Regions from separate parts of the Arachis hypogaea genome. Here region 1 is linked to region 2. A link is a contact called in public Hi-C data. All regions are on one chromosome and are shown on one strand. Each heading gives the region's core, a stretch centred on a gene start, on an enhancer-like site or on the middle of the called end of the contact. The rest is flanking DNA. Distances are from core to core; before and after follow the strand shown. Region 1 holds the start of LOC112758551 (caffeoylshikimate esterase). Region 2 holds the start of LOC112758618 (universal stress protein PHOS34).

What was found. Hi-C and Micro-C count contacts between places; a contact is called where the count stands out from the background.
Region 1: a Hi-C map of an unstated tissue shows a contact between it and region 2, with 4 times the contacts expected there. The contact joins the promoter of LOC112758551 here to the promoter of LOC112758618 in region 2. A contact is called at or near these places in 3 of 8 Hi-C or Micro-C datasets (leaf and an unstated tissue).

Annotation. Positions count from the first base shown.
Region 1 is chr16:11,611,871-11,617,426 of arahy.Tifrunner.gnm2.J5K5, forward strand. It overlaps LOC112758551 (caffeoylshikimate esterase), which reads right to left and starts at 1,362. Exons shown (of 7, transcript XM_025807257.3): 1 at 1,120-1,362; 2 at 926-1,016; 3 at 785-817. The coding sequence starts at 1,146. LOC140179680 (a long non-coding RNA gene) reads right to left here. Exons shown (of 2, transcript XR_011873458.1): 2 at 4,719-5,415.
Region 2 is chr16:11,481,720-11,486,909 of arahy.Tifrunner.gnm2.J5K5, forward strand. LOC112758618 (universal stress protein PHOS34) reads left to right here and starts at 2,001. Exons shown (of 4, transcript XM_025807332.3): 1 at 2,001-2,597; 2 at 2,688-2,782; 3 at 3,615-3,736; 4 at 3,825-4,121. The coding sequence starts at 2,396. The coding sequence ends at 3,912.

The DNA.
Region 1 (5,556 bases), core at 112-2,611, 130 kb after region 2:
TGAGTTAATTATGCTCACGCCAACGCTATAGCTATGTGCCACATGTTGCATATAAATCGTAACTATACCGTGGTTTAGTTGGTTCAACCGTAACATCACTTGGCAACGGTAGCTACACTAGATGGCACTATATAGTGTATCCAAACTTGGAAGGTAGCCTAACTAATTAAGTAGATGAGAGTCAAATTACTAATTTTAATAAACCCAAGTTAGGGGAACTAATTAAATTATTTTGAGAATATATGGCTATGTAGTTAATTATTTTTTATTATTTTGTTTTATGTTGGAGGTTCAACCACTGGCACCAGAAGGTGGAAATCTGATAGTGATACATGCATTAATCCTTATTAATATAGATAACTTTTTTATTTGTGAGTAAAAAAAAGACCATTTCTAAATTTATTAAAAATTAATTTTTTCAATTTTTTTTTCTCATTAGTGTTGTAAAATATGATCTCACATCTAACAATATTAATAGAAAAAAAATTAAAAAAACTATTTTTGTATTAATAAATATCAATTAAATATCAATATTGTAGATGTGAGAAGTACATAAAATTAATCTTAAACTAAAAAAATCATCAAAAAATAAAGAATTTATAAGATAAAAAACTCGTTAATGTGAGGCTTTAAGATTATAATCCTAAACCTTAATAAATATTATTTTCAGGATATATATATAGCATTAAAAAAAGAGGAAAAAATGGAGAGGAGAAAAGAGGTGAGTTAAAGTAGATGAGAGTTGAGAGTAGAAGAGTAATTGATGAAGAAGAACATTTATTACCTCTCATGAAGCGACTGCACTCCATGCCATACCCTGCAAATTAATGAAGAGGAGGAGGCAGAGTTAAATCAGTCACAACTCACACACATGATGCACCCACTAATTAATAACCAGAAATTAAAGAAAGTGAATGAATGATACCATGGCAAAGGAAGACAAGAGCCTTTGGAGAAGATAGAGGTAACCATTTGCATGTAAAAAGTTGCATTCCTCTTGAATTTCTCCAGTACTCCTGTTCGTTCCTACTTAATTATTAGTATATGAATATATATATATCACCATTTTTTTTTATCACTATCACTATAATAATATGAATTTACTTACTTACTTCTTACCTCTTGATATTCAAACTCTAAATCCATTAAACTAAATTATATTGTAGCTACAAGAGACCAAGGTGATGATGGATCTGAAAGTTAAGTTGATGAGTAGAAAAAGCATGCAGCAAAATCAGAGGAATAATGATGAAGATGGCATGAACGAGCTTAGCTTGAGAGAGAGACAGAGAGAGAAATATGTACAAGTGAAGTGAATAAGGAGAGCATGTTTCTTTCATATGTATATACGCTTACACACATGAATTTTGATGTAGGTCCCTTTCTTATATACATAGACGACGTTGAATTTACCAATTAATTTAGAATTTTTTTTATCAAAGATTTGTAGGCTGGAATCCGCAACCTCTTAGGTGATTTAATTTTAGGTAAGTACGGAAAGACTATGTCATTTGAGTTATAGCTTTTAAAATAATGTTTGGCAAACAATAATTTAAAATTATTTTATTTGATTTAATATTTATAATTATACAATTTTTTTATATTTGATATTATATATTTATTCTAATAATAATTAATAAATACAAATAAAAGAAAAAAAAAGAAATTATGACTACTTATAGTTTTTAAACAATGCCAAACATTTTTGTTATATTAAAAGTCCTTTTCTCCTCTTTTCTCATATATTAACAGAAATAGTAATAAACAATAACATAAAAAGCCAATTAAGTTGGTGCAAATTTAAGAAAAAATATTAAAAGGTCAATAGAATTTATTTTTTTAGTCAGTTGTTAGTTAATATTTAAAAATATGGGTTAAAAGTATTACTGAATTACTAGATTGATGATTAAAAGTACTGACAAAAAATAATATATTTTGTTGGTTTTTTAATTTTTTTTATTTTAAGTGTTTAAAAAATAGTCATTTTGTAAAGAAAATGATAAAGGACTAATATTTTTAGTAAGAACAAATAATAAAAAATTAATTAATATTAACTTAAAAATAAAATAAATAAAAATGTTAAGAGTAATTATCTAATATTTTTCTACGTCTCTGCCTCAAAGAGAGGGAGTTAATTTATTTTCTTGTTCTATCATTAACGCTCAAATTTAGGTGACTTAATTTGAAGGATGGAGCACCTACGCCTCCAACCCAATTAACCAAAGTATTCAACTATTCATAATGTAAAATAGAAACGTCCAGATATAAATGCCTTGATTGCATTGTATTTTAGTTCACACTGGTCTGGTCGGTGGTAACGTCTCCTCGTCATCACAATTCTCTAGTCCTAATTTCCAGTTTCAACATTTAATTTGCCGATACACATGCACATACATTAGCAATAATATTAATTGTCTTCTCTAGGATCAAATTATACATATATCGGAGATATATATGACATGATAAAGTTTCATTTTCGAAAAATAAATAATAATGAGCTTGATGAACTGTTTACTTTCCTTTGGATTTGGTACTCAATTCTAGTGACTTCTAGTAGTAGTTAGTTGCACAACATAATGGATTCGTAAATATGGTTCAGAAAAAGGATAGGTGTAAAATGGTGGTACGCATAATAAACACAGTGGTCTCTGCTCTGTACTACTCTGTAGACTGTAGGACGGATAGAGGTCACTTTTACTCTCGATAAAAACACATCAAATTTAGCCTACAAAATAACCTTTCTATAGAATTTTTTTTTTAATTTAGCATATTGAAAATTATGCTTATTGGAAAAAAAAAATACCTAAAAATAAATAGATGAAACATAATACTATTAAAGGTTGCCAGGCTGGGTTTACCTGCATGTAAACTTGAACAAAGCATTTGAGATTTATGCTAAGAAAACAAGTTCTCCACGAAATAAAACTTGAAAAGCATGAATAGTTTGGAAACTGCAAGCAAATTGGTCAAACCACACCGCCTTTGACGTATGCATCTTCTTCTCTTTAGGTGGTCCTGCTCCTTCTACCCACTTTTCTTGCATTGAGAGAATGATAACTATTAATTTTTGTAGGTCCTTATTGAATGTGGAAACCCCATAGTTGTCACTGTAGGTTTCTGTACTAGAAGCTCAAAGTGGCCGAAAATGGACAACCTTTTTCTCCTTTCTTGTCAAACCACCTTAACGCATTTGGTACAGGCATTATGATTTATGGGAGAAAAAAAAGCTACGGATTTCACATTTTCCGTTGTCTAGTTATATTATTACTTTCCCAATCTATCTTAACTCTCTTTGTTCTGGCAACGTAATCCTGTCAAAATAATCAGGAACACAACATTAAGTTACAAGATTAGAAAATTTGTTTCGTGAATGTGGCGTTAAAAGATACTTGTTAAATAAAAGAAACATTTTTAACGCATTCAGTATATTAAGATTTTGAGAAAGAGTAGTTAAACAAATTATTTTTGTAACCAAATTTAATCAAGTTTTTTTTTTCTTCTTAAGCATCTTTTCTATTTTTCTTCAACTAATTTTTATTGTATCAGAAAACTATTAGACTGACTAGACTAAAATAACTTTGTCATTGGTCATGTAACTCACCATAAAATTTTAACATGTTTAATTTGTTAGCAATTTTTTTTTTTTTTTGACTCTATTGGCAATAAGAGTTTGACAAAATAAAAAGCCGAGTAAAATACTTCAGATTTTAGAAACTTCGATTCGTTGGTTTGACTTTGCTTTCTTTCTTAAATGAAGCTATAACCTACCCATCATCCAGCCCCATAATACTTGTTTGGATAGCAAATGTTTTTGTTGAATTAATCAACGAAGAACTAAATAAATATGTTTTCGTCGAGTCCAACTAAAAATCTATTTTTTAGCAACTACTTTCAACAAACTTTTTGTAATATTTTTTTATATTTATAGTTTCTCTTTTTTATCTTTTTCTTTCTTAATCCACCACCACCATATCTTACTACTATTAGAGATATAATCATTAATGTTATTTTCTATCAATTTAAAATTTTGGGATGAATAATTTCATGATATAATATCAAAATTCTATATCCAAAAGATCTTAAATTCAATCCTTAAAATACCCCAAAAATAAAAAAAAAATTAGTATAAAACAAATAAAAAGTGAAAAGAAAGTTGATGCAAAAAACAAACAAATCCAAAAAAAACTCTTGCTTAAAGACATTATTAAAAATATTATTAATATTACCTTCTCCTATCAGTTTAAGTTTAAGTTTTTAAAAGGTTTAATTACTCTGCAGGTCCCTATAGTTTCATCGAATTTTCAATTAGGTCCCTATACTTTTTTTTTTTTCAATTGGGTCCCTATACATTATTTTTTTTTTCAATTTAGTCCTTGTTAACGTTAAACGTTAAAAAAATGTTAGTGAATTGTGAAATTACTTGTATACCCCTAAGGACCTAATTGAAAGGAAAAAAAATATAGGGACCTAATTGAAAATTTAGAGAAATTATAAATATTCAATGAAAGATATTCTTATAATCCCTATTTAATGATTCGACGACATAAAAAATATTCCTATAATCCCTTTTATTTTATCACTGTCATTTTTTTCTTATTTATATACAAATTATACCAAAAATATCTTCTCTTTATTTTTTTTACTTTCAAAATACCTTATCTTAAGAATATACTAGAATGATTTAGTTGAACTTCAACTATGCTTTATGTGTTGACGAATAGGGTTAATTTTCTCTTAATATAAAAGAAAGTAAGAAACCAGTGGTGTACTGGTGTCATGTTAGGGGAGCCCTTGCAAGACAATTTGATCTCTTGAAAAACAAACTGCAACTAACAAATAGCCTTCTGCCCTTACCTATTACAATGAAGAGCTAAGCTACCCAATGCTGCAACTGCACACTCACAATTGACAAGGATACATACAATTACAAACAGAGTTTATGCAACTTGTAGTTTCCATGATATACATACAACATGAATCATTCAGGTTCCATGAACATCGCTAAACACCTAAACCTATTCAACAGTGCCCTTCTATTTTCTCCTTGATCTGCTATATAATCTGGAAGGTGGTGAAGGGGAGAACTCAAATGGAAGTGGCGGAAGATCCATCTCCCCTTTCAAGATCCATCTCCCCTTTCAAACCCTGGAATTTTTTGCAAGCAAGCAAGCGCCAAGTTGATACAAAGGCTTGCTTGGTCCTTGTTGTAATGTTCCTTCAATTTCTCGTCCACTAGTTCTAAAATGTTACCCGCTTGAGCAAGATGCCTACACCAGCTGATCAAATTAGCTTTCTCAAGCTTCATGGGAGATGCCAGAACATGTAGCGGCCTTCTTCCCGACACAATCACAAGAATCAAAACCCCAAAACTATATATATCGGCCTTCTCCATTAAGAAGCCGCAGCCGCCATACTCTGGAGCATAAAACTCAATATGTGAGCAGATGACCAGAATCTATCCAAGGTGCCAAATAGGGGATGGCATATATTGCAATATCAATATGAAATGACATTATGTCTAATGGCTTTCGGCTTCCATTAGACCTTAAATATAAA
Region 2 (5,190 bases), core at 751-3,250:
GATCACTGGCAGTCCTAAATTTATTTGAACACATACTCGGGCATATCGTCCTCTCTCAGCCAACTTAGTGGCTAAGTCCACTTTGATGGGAACTCCTATTGCAGAAGCAATACGCATTATGGCCTGTTCCTGATAGCACCAGATTGGGAGTCCCGAAATTCGAACCCATACAAGCGTAGACCCGAAGGATTGCTCACATGGCCGAAAATCTATATCCCACGGTTTTACAGCAACATAGTGCCCCTCAATCAACCACGGGCCACCAAGCATGACCTTCTCACGATCTTCACATGCATCGAATTTTACCATGAAGTACTCAAACCCCACATCAAGCAGATCAAAGCCACATTTGATGCGCCAAACCATCCGAAACTTGTGTGAAAGAGATGTGTAACTATAATTTTTATCAAGAACCTTGATCACTAAAGCTTCTCGATAAGGCTCTGCCAAACAAAGCTTGGCTTCTTCAGTGAAGTTTACACATGGAGGTTGGGAATCGCCCTGCTTGCCCACCACCGTGGCTATACTATCCCCAGATAGAGATCCTGCAAGTGCAAACGCCTTCGATTTCTCTGGACTAATGACTTTATCTCTAAAGGAGATCTTTGTAGGATTTGAAAAACCCTCTCATGAAAAACCTTCCTTGGCACCGGATGCACCCCCACCCACACACTCTCCCCCTTATCTCTTCCGACGGCATGGCCGCCATCCTCCCTGTGTTTTGCCCTCAAACACTCGTTCCCGCTCTCTCCTTCTCTCCTTCTCTCATTCTCTCTGAGTACGGAGTACGTACTCTTTTTCTGCTAGGGTTTAAACTATCTTCTCCACATCTTTCTTATTATTTAAAATGGATTGATTATCTTTCTTATTATTTAAAATCGTTCATCTTCCCTATTATTTAAAATGTTCTATTTTTAAGAGTTTGATCCAATTTAAATTATTAATATTTTTTATTATTTTTAAAAATTATATTTAATTATTTATAAATATATATATCTCGTTTATATTATAAACGAGATATATACAAAGAAATAAGAGAATGATATTTATTTTGGTAAATATTTTTAAATTATTTATTTCAATAATTATTATAATTATTTTATTTATTAAAATAAAAAATTTGCTAAAAAAATAAGTACAAGATAGTCATTTTACATTATATTTTATATTATTTTAAAAGACCACTAAGATCCTGATTTTAGGTCCCCACCTAAGTCAATTCTAAATAGGATACGTCAACTCTTTATTACAAAATTCGTAAACTCGTAGGCCTTTTTTCTTTTTTTTTAAGTCAGGAAATTTTTATTTTTTTTGGTATTGAGTCCAGAAATTTTAGGTGTATTTTGTTTGTGTTTTTATTTTTTATTTTTTATTTTTATTTTTTAAATTTTATAAAAAAATAAAAACAGTAAAAATAAAATTGTGTTTTTTGTTTTTATTTTTTTTATAAAATTTAAAAAAAATAATAAAAATAAAAACAGAAAATAAAAATAATGCACTCGTAGATTTCAGGGGAAAAAAATTCAAGAAGTCCTTGACACCACATGTGTTTTCAGCTTGTAATGACAAGTTCAAAACTTCAAATAATAGGGTATAGCTGGCTTCTTTTTATTTTGGCCCTGATCTGGCTTCATATTCCGTATATTTATGAATCCATTAATAGTATTTATGGGCCTCTGTTAACAAAAAACCTATTTATTTATGGGCCACTTATATTTTAAGGGATTTCTTTCTGGAGTTGTGCTATACGTGACTAGGAACGAGGGAAAAAAAGTTTTTGAAAGAAAGAAAGAATGGCAGCTGACGCTGAGGCTTTAGTTCAAGTGGTAAATTGTGTGTGAGTTTTTGAAAACGGTCTAATTTATTGAAAAAAAAAGTTATAAGACAAAAAACAAGGCATGGAAAAGTAGATTATGGAAGCATTTATTGAGGAATAGGGATTTGGTAGAATTTCTTTTTAAAAAGGAATGTTTGCCAAACGACCAAGTGATTACTATTACATACATAAGAGTATGAGACCTTTATATGAAGGTCTGTGGACATGTCTAGAATCCGAAGCTCCAGATTATTCCTTTCCTGTTTAGGTTTAACAACACATACCTAACACAGAACGAAGCATAAAATAATACAATTATTAAGTAACTTAATGAAACTTTTAATCATTCACGTAAACACAAATGTCAGTATAAGAAAGCAGAGGAGTTAGGAGAAGAATGTAGAATCGGGAATAAAGCGTGGAGTGGAGGGTAGTTTTCATGAACCCGATTCATATGCCAATCATATAAGCATTACGCTACCTTGGAATTCGAATCAACCAAGCCAGTTGCGCCACTAATAACACACTATTTTAACTTGGATCGGAGGCAATAACTAAGCAAGCAGAGAGATCAGAGCCATGGCAAGTTGCTGCGCAAAGAAGGTTCCAGAAAGAGAGAAGCAGGTGTTGGTGGTTGGTGTGGATGACAGTGAATACAGCACCTACGCTCTTGAATGGACCCTCGACCACTTGATCACACCCTCTCCCACTCCCATCTTCAAGCTCGTTATCGTCTTTGCCAAGCCTTCTGTTACCTCCGCTGTTGGCATCATAGGCCCTGGTATGTACGTATGTATTTTCGAATATCCATCCATGCATACGTATACATACGTATACGCATATAGATACGTACTAATTCAAGTAGTTGTAGGAGCCCCTGAGGTGTTTCCGATGGTGGAAGCCGATATTAAAAGGACTGCTGCCAGAGTCACAGAACAAGCTAAACAACTCTGCATCAACAAATCTGTAAGTAATTAATTAACTAATGAAAAATGTATTATTTTGTTCCTAATATTTAGATCCAAATTTTAATTTAATTTCCAATGTTTGAAACGTTGTATTTTAATCTTAAAAATTTTTAAATATCATATTTTAATTCAAAAAAGTTTTAAGCATGTTTAATATTGTCTCACTATTAAATTTGACATAAACAAGTCGCATATTGAAAAGCCAATAGCATTCGATTTCAGTATATAAATAAAATTAATCTACTAACGATCACTAATATAAAAGTTTTTTCTTTGATTTTGAAGGATTGATTGTTAGAATTTGGGATTGAGCAATGCTAGGGGCCAGCAATTTTTGTGATTAGTAGTCATCAAATAGCCATCAATGATAATTTATTGGTGTGAGATTTCATCCAATGGCTCACCTTTTCCTGTTGGTTACATGCTGGCCAAAATTCAATAAAATTGCTGCCCCTACTCTTTTCCTTTGGGATTTTGAACCAAAAAAATTAAAGAGAAGAAGTATTACAGGAAGGTTTTGGTTACATTTTTTAATACATGAAATAAGATATGACTTAATTAGTATCGTTATTAACGTCTACATCACTCATTTCGTTAACTATTAACGTCAAAATTAACCGTAGAACAACATTAAAACTGTTTAATTGTTTTTGGAAAAGAAATAGGACGTTTGAAATATTAGGAATAATAATAGAATTTATTCTAAGTACTGGAGACTAAAAATCTAAAGTAGTACTTTATTCTTAACTAATTAAATTAATCCTAATGTGCAGATGATAGCTGAATACAGTGAGATGACAATATAATTAATATCTTTGTTTGATGATTAGGTGAATGATGCAATTGTGGAAGTGGTAGAAGGCGATCCAAGAAATGTTCTTTGTGAAGCTGTGGAGAAGCACCACGCTTCGGTATTGGTGGTGGGTAGCCATGGTTACGGAGCTATAAAAAGGTACACCATCTGTCGCTTGTTTTATGAAAGTATGTTGAAATGAAGTATGAAAAGCTGTGTGCTGATTGAGTTTCCTTTGAGGTTGCAGAGCTGTATTAGGGAGTGTGAGTGACTATTGTGCTCATCATGCTCATTGCACTGTCATGATCGTCAAGAAGCCCAAAACCAAGCACTGATGTATAATATATTCATCTCAAGGGGAGACATGTTTTCTTTAAGAAAATCATAATGCTTCACTCTATATATGCTTCCTTCAATTTACTTTGTATTTCCGAGATAGAACTCAGAAAATAATATATGCATGTAGGATGTGTTGTATACATTGGACTTTTTCCACTTCCCCTCTTCTCCCTCCCATATATATATTTTGATAAATGTTATTTCTTTTCTTGTTAGTCATACACACATATATTGTACTTTATTTTATTTTATTTCTTTCTATTTTTTAGAACAATCAATGTATGTGTTCAAATTAAAGCTAACGTTGAAGTTGAAGTAATATAAAATTGCAAGTCTCACGAAGGGGTGGGGTTATGATTGTAATATATTAATAAACCTTTTTATAATTTTATCCTTACTTACTTCTTATAGATGCCTTTTAATATAAAAGAATAAGGGTTAATAGTAAAATTCGTCTCTAAAAGATCATTTATTTTTTAAATAAGTTCTTAAATAATTTTTTTAGTCATATTAGTCCTTGAAAGATAAAATGTAAGTCAAATTATCCTTCCGTTAGTTAGATGATGACATGTCAGGTCAGTGACACCTAGTACGTCATGTGTCACTTGACATGTAAAAAAGTTATTTATAATCAAAATAGTCCTGAAAGTCCAAATATAAGTCATTTCCATCCCTAAAATTTTAAAAATTAATCAAATTAGTCCTTTTATATATATTTTTTTTATTTTTTTATAATATTAAATTTAAAATATTTTTTGATAGCATTAATTTTAATATTATTTTTAGATTTTAATAAACAAAATTTTCTGTACATAAAATAATAAAAATAATTAAATTATTATTATAAAATTATTTTGTCATTTGTATTTTAAAATTTTACCTTTTTAAAGTAATTTTTTATAGTGACATTTTTTTATTTAAACGAATTTATCAAATTATTGTTGATTATATATTTAAAATTTAATATTTTAAATTTCACTAAATAATATAATAATTATTTTAAAATTTAAATCTTTTAAATTTTTTAAAATTATAATTTATATTATTGTTCAATTTATATGATAGAACTCAATAATTTAAAAACCGATTTATGAGATCACTTGTCGAATAAAAGATTAAAATATTTAAAATAATTATTATATTTATTTAGTGAAATTCAAAATAGTAAAATTTTTAGTATATGCTAGTTATATACTAATTATTAAGATTCAACAATAATTTGAGTTCTATCATATAAGTATTTTATATTAAAATATTAAGATTCAACAAGTGAT